2 separate regions of the Mus musculus genome follow, and region 2 is linked to region 1. Evidence: chromatin contacts called from public Hi-C data. All regions are on one chromosome and are shown on one strand. Each heading gives the region's core, a stretch centred on a gene start, on an enhancer-like site or on the middle of the called end of the contact. The rest is flanking DNA. Distances are from core to core; before and after follow the strand shown. Region 1 overlaps Ptgis (prostaglandin I2 (prostacyclin) synthase). Region 2 overlaps Kcnb1 (potassium voltage gated channel, Shab-related subfamily, member 1).

Region 1 (2,790 bases), core at 228-2,727:
TTCCTGACCTGCTTGAGTTCCAGTCCTGACTTCCTCTGGTGATGAACAGCAATGTGGAAGTGTAAGCTGAATAAACCTTTTCCTCCCCAACTTGCTTCTTGGTCATGATGCTTTGTGCAGGAATGGAAACCGTGACTAAGACAAGGACTCTCGCTTTGGAGGACACTCAGACACTCGACACCCTTTGACAGTTAACATCTGGTTTATAGCTCAAGTTGTGTGAAGTGAATTCGGGGTTCCACCTGAACCACCTCCCTCCTTTGAGCATCTCCCACAGTGTCCCCACCCACAGGGTAGCCCCCAGTTCCCTCAGCCATGACAAGATTGTGGGCTCACCTGAGCAGGGCGTTGTAGGAGAACTCAAGGAGACCTGTCTCCTGCCAGCCACTGCCTGCTTCTGTGGAGTCACCCAGCAGGACCGTGCGAAGGTTGGTATACATGGCTTCTGTGAGCGCCTGCAGGTCTCTGTGCATGAGCGTCCTGCGACCAGCCACAGAAGATAGGTATTTGCCACTTAATATACTCAAAAAAGATCGCATGCACGCCGAAGGAATAACAGTTACCACTGGGACAGTTTTATAGTGGAGAAACTCGCATACAAAGAGCAGTGTCAGGACAAGGCAACATAGGCAGGGAAGGGCACAGCTGAGGCTCCAATACTGGATGGCCTCACCCTACATCATGAGCTCCTGGCCAAGACAGTCTGTCCTTGCCTGGTGCGCAGACTTGGACAAGGAACCCACAGGCTTCTAGACAACTATGAAGTCAGCGCCTCCTCTGTGAAATCCAGCAGAGGGCTGGTAATACAATTCCAGATGGACAGGCATGGGACAAAGACTGGGCTGCTGACCCAGTCTCCCCATGTGGACCTGGGATGCATGGGGCCAGGGTGAGGGGGGTCCTGGACCGCCGTCATGCTGACCTAAGCCTGGTGAGCTGCTCAGAGCCAAGGGTCAGAGGTGGTCTGTCGACATGTAAGGCTCCATCGAAGCCACCAACAGCAGTGAGTTACTGGAGTGTCTAAGTGCCCGTGGAACCTAGTGTGGCAACACAAATCGGCAGGTGTGAGCCAGGCAGCGAGTCTAGTTGCAATGGTTTCTTAATCGTCTCTCCTAGACAGTGGCCTCAGGGCTGGGCAGGAGAGTTATACAGCAACTTGACCCAGGCTAAGTCATCGGAGAGGAGGGAACTGTGACTAAGAAAATGTCTCCATAAGATCCAGCTGTAAGCAAGCCTGTAGGGCAATTTTCTTAATTAGCGATTGATCGGGGAGGACACAGCGCATTGTGGGTGGTGCTACCCTGGGCTGATGGCCCTGGGTTCTATGAAAAAGCAGGCTGAGCAAGCCATAGGAAGCAAGCCAGAAAGCAGTATCCCTCCACGGCCTCTGCATCAGCTCCTGCCTCCAGGGTTCTGCCCTGTTTGAGGTCATGTCCTGACTTCCTTCAGTGACGAAGAGCAATGTGGAAGTATACGGCCAAACAAACACTTCCCTTCGAAACTTGCTTTCGGTCATGGTATTTTATTGCAGCAATAGTAACCATGACTATGACAGGGGCCAAGGACAGCAGGATGTGGGGTTGAAGCCCCTACCCAGGCCCGCCCACAGGCCCATCTCAGCACTCACGGCTTCATCCTGGCCTTCTCCTCACTGGGGTTGAAATTTGGAAGCTGCAGATCAAAAATCCTCTCCATGAGGAAGATGGCATAGGGATGGAAGTCCAGCCGTGTACGCAGCTCCCACACCACTGTGTCGTAAGAGTGTGGGTCCAGGAGAACAGTGACGTATCTGCCCCCCACCAGCACCTGTTGGAGGAGTGGGTGAATGGCAGCCCTCTGCATTCAGGATTCTGTCAGGAAGCATGGGCACAACAGGCACTGGCCAGCAGCAGACTGGCTCACCCCTCCCATCCTTTGAGCTAGGATCTGCCACTCACCCATCTACCACTGCAAAATTTAGGCTGGGACATGGACAACATGCCCCAAAACTCCTTGCTGAAACATATCAGAGCTAAGACTGGTCAAAACCTTCTAAAAGCAAAGGTTGTAGCCAGGCCTATAATCACAGAAAGCCTGAGGCAGAAGGATGCCGGGTTCGAGGGCTGACTGAATTACAGAGAGTTCAAGGCCAAGCCAGGTAAAAATAGTAATATCCTGTCTCCAGATAAGAAGGGAGAAGGGGGCTGGGGTACGAAAGTGAAAAATGATGTGGTCCTTGCCTAGCATGCATGATGTCCTGAGTTCGATCCCCTGTACCACAAGGAAAAGGATGAGCAGATGGACAGACATTGCTGGGTAAATGCCAGTAGACTGTAGGTGAGAGTGCGGCTGGAGTAGATGAAGGATGGGTGAGGAGGTGGACGGGTAAATGCCAGCACTGACCGTAAATGAGTTGGGTGCATGGATAAAGATGGAGGAAGAAGACATAAACTGAAGGAAAGATGGCTGGGTAGCTAGGTGGAAAATAGGTAGGCAAGAGGAAGGAAGGAAGGGAAGGGAGGTGTTAGGTGGAGAGTGTCAGGTGGGGAACAGAAGGACACATTGACAGATCTGTTAGATACGTGGCTGCAGGTTAAAATGTTGGGGACATGGGTGACAAGATGCTAAGTAGACCAAACAACAGCCTGAAGCGTGAACACTGGAGGCCCAGGAGCTGGAAGCACTCAAGAACAAGGTGTGATTGAACAGTCCTGAAGACATAGATGGGTGATGGATGAGAGAGTAGGTGAGTAGGGAGATGTATGGGTGGGTGCGTGGGTAGGTGTGTCTATGGGTTGATGGGTGGGTGCA
Region 2 (3,060 bases), core at 473-2,972, 79 kb before region 1:
ACTTGAAGCCCATTCCTCAGACAGGCAATGGGTGCTTCTGGCACCCCAAGCCCAGAGGGTATGAAAGGAGGAATGAGATATGTATTCTCCAATCCGGGTCCCCAAAAACAGACACCTCGCACAGCTCTGTTTGTTGAGCAGACCCAAGGCTGGGGTGTTGGGATGGCTGGCTTAGATTCCACCTTACATAAAAACACTAGAACATTTTTGACTAGAGATGGAGGAAGGCGTGGGTGTCTGAGATGGAGCTCTGTTTTTGGGGCACATACACATTCCTGCCGCCTCCCTTCCCTCCTCTGCTCCAGACAGACCCTAGGGCACCCCAGTAGTTGCAGGTTTCCAGCCTCCCTGACACCTTGGACCCCTTCAGCTCAGGGAGTGGGGGCGGCTTTCAGACAGCTGTCAGAATGGAGATCTGAGTGAAAGAGGAAAGGCCGGGGCAAGGCTTCCCTTTGAAGTGGAAGAGGCTGAAGCAGAGGCAGCAGCCACCAGCAGCCTCATTGAGAACGGAGGCATAAGAATGCTAATTAACACCCAGGTCCCCCCTGGAGGGCCATCCATGAATATTAATGACCCTAATCATCCAGCATTAGAACTAATGCCTTGTAAATTAAGGGCATTTTCTTGGGAGTAAATAGTCACATTAGTGGCAGGAAAAGGTGACAGCAGGTGACAGCTCCCCGAATCAGCAGGCTGGGTGGAGCCTGCCCAGGATAGAAGGCAAGAATCGTGGCCAGGGAAGGTCCAAGGTGCGGCTTAGCTGATGGATGCAGGAGAGGGGAGTGTTGGGTGTGTGGGTATTGGAACGGATGTCATAACATTTGAGGAGTTTGGGGGTGGGGGGGAGGAACGTGAACGTTTCTGTGGGAGGAGAGGCCACAGCAGGGACAGAGATGGGGGCAGCAGCGAGAGCTTGGGCGCTGCGGCTCAACCCATGGGGTCCTGCTTGGCGACAGGGTCTCATTCTGCAGTCAAAGCTAACCTCAAGCTTACTTACACTATAGCCCAGGCTGGCAGTGAACTTGTGGCAATCCTCCTGCCTCAGCCTCCCAAGAGCACTGAGTTCACATGTGTGCCACCATGCCTATCGTCATCATTTTATCTTTTCTGTGTGTGTGTGTCCTCAGTGTCCAACCTTTGAGTTTCCGGAGATTCTCCTACTTCTGCCTCCACACTGGAATGCTGGGACCATGCTACTGAGTCTGGCTTTAAGGTAGTTCTGCACATATGAACTCAAGACCTCAAGTTTGCACAAGTGCTCTACCCACTGCGCCATCTCCCCAGCTCCACCCACTGAGCCATCTCCCCAGTCCCAGATTTGTTTCCTCATGTGCTTGTTTATCTGAGATAAGGTCTCTCACTATGTAGTCCAGGATGGCCTCAGATCTCTATCCCCCTGCCTCAGCCTCCGAAGTGTTGGCAGACACCACCATGCCTGGCTCTGCCCATTGTCTCAATGGGACCTGGCTCTCCCTCCTCCCTTCCTTTTCTCCAGCCTCCTCCAAGGTGGACTTCAGCCCAGTGCATACAGAGCCCTAGGGCTCGCATGACTTCCTGTGAATTTATTTATTTTTATTTTACGTGCATTGGTGTTTTGCCTGCTTGTATGTCTGTGTGAGGGTGTCAGATACAGAAGTTACAGACAGTTGTGAGCTGTCACACAGACACCGGAAACTGGACCCGGGTCAGTGCTTTTAACCACTGAGCCATCTCTCCAGTCCCCCCACTTCCTAGTTTTAAAATGGTGTCATCTCCCACGTGGTTTGATCCTGACAGCTAAGCAGCCTCAGGCAGCAGGGCTGATCATTTTTTATGAAAGAAGACAAGAGTTCAGAGAGCTTACATAGTCACCTACTGCCTTTTGGCCAATCCCCTTCTTCCATCTTTCCCTTCTCTCTTTACCCACCAGAGAGCCTAAGCAATTAGCTTTGCCTACCATTCACAAGGAAGGAGTTTCATCTCCTGTAACGTGTGCTGACCAGGGGGACACATGCTAAGGACCCAAAGCAGGGAGCTCACACTCTCCCTTTCCAGGAGGCTCCAGGATCCTGGGCCATGGGCAGATTGTGGCCTTGCACCCCATTTAAATGAACTGCCTAGCCCCAGACCCCTTTGCCCTGGCTCTCCTGTGCTTCAAAAGGATTTCCACTCTTCATGGTGCTCTAGAACTGGCTCGATTAAATCAGACAGATCAAGACAGAGTTTCTGAATTCCCTCTGAAAGGGACCGAATATGAGAACTGACTGATGGGACCACCTGCTCCTTGTTAGCCAGGGCAGACATGATTGGCAGAGCTGACCGCACATATAGGCGGGTCCTTGATCAAGTCAAGGACTTCAAGCAAACAAAATGTGCAAAGCAAAGACTCAAATAAAATGTGGGGCTTTCCCCAGAGTGGGTCCTGTGTCAGCTCAAGGTGAGAGTGAGGGCACCCCTCCCCTCCCCCGTCTCTCTCTCCTTCCCTCCCTCTCTCTCTCCAATTTTAGCCAAAAAGAATGACTCCTACCTCCAATTTATGCCGGGCATAACACTGCACCCCCAATTTCAAAAAGCAGACCAAAGGTAAAAATAAAATAAACAAGACAATAAATTTAGCAGGCACTCGTGGGGTGCTGACGTCAGCACTGTGTGTGTGTGTGTGTGTGTGTGTGTGTGTGTGTGTCTTAGTCCTCTGATGCTCACTGCCACCTTCTGAGGACATTATCTTCATGGGGAAGATGGGGAAACTGAGACTGGAGCAACATCATTTGCCCCTGACCAATGATAAGGGAGTGGGCAGGGCTGGGACTCTGTGGGGCTGCAGTGGGGCCAGAATAGGGAAAGATGTAGGTGTGTCGAACCACCTGGATAACTCCAGTTTCCAGACAGGACCTGTGTTTCCTGAGACAGGACAGGGTGATCAGAGCATAAAGAAAATATGACTTGACCCTGGGCTTTCCCACCCCAGGTCTTTGATCCCCACCCTGAGGATTCTCACCCCAGGACCTTTGACCCCACCCTGGGCATTCTCACTCCAGGGCCTTTGACCCTCACCCTGGCTATTCCCACCCCAGGACTTTG

Evidence for each region. A called contact is a pair of places that touch in the nucleus more often than the background predicts.
Region 2: a contact with region 1 is called in a Hi-C map of bone marrow-derived macrophages, with 48 read pairs. The contact joins two enhancer-like sites. A contact is called at or near these places in 3 of 39 promoter capture datasets (3T3-L1-derived adipocytes, cranial neural crest and trophoblast stem cells), 3 of 15 datasets of contacts at CTCF or cohesin (CD8 T cells, embryonic stem cells and large pre-B cells), 1 of 484 Hi-C or Micro-C datasets (bone marrow-derived macrophages), 3 of 115 datasets of contacts at active chromatin or transcription factors (embryonic stem cells and heart atrium) and 1 of 9 other capture datasets (embryonic stem cells).

Annotation. Positions count from the first base shown.
Region 1 is chr2:167,223,649-167,226,438 of GRCm38.p6, forward strand. It overlaps Ptgis (prostaglandin I2 (prostacyclin) synthase), which reads right to left. Exons shown (of 10, transcript NM_008968.4): 3 at 1,628-1,806; 4 at 337-480. Among named protein-coding and RNA genes, the nearest start is that of Gm52569, 3.7 kb to the left of the region's middle. Within about 2 kb of position 1,478, at least 12 of the 459 cell types and tissues checked have an H3K27ac peak or open chromatin away from gene starts, as enhancers often do. A contact at or near this core is called in bone marrow-derived macrophages, where this site is marked.
Region 2 is chr2:167,144,394-167,147,453 of GRCm38.p6, forward strand. All of the region lies in intron 1 of Kcnb1 (potassium voltage gated channel, Shab-related subfamily, member 1), which reads right to left. Among named protein-coding and RNA genes, the nearest start is that of Gm52568, 16 kb to the left of the region's middle. Within about 2 kb of position 1,723, at least 46 of the 459 cell types and tissues checked have an H3K27ac peak or open chromatin away from gene starts, as enhancers often do. A contact at or near this core is called in bone marrow-derived macrophages, where this site is marked.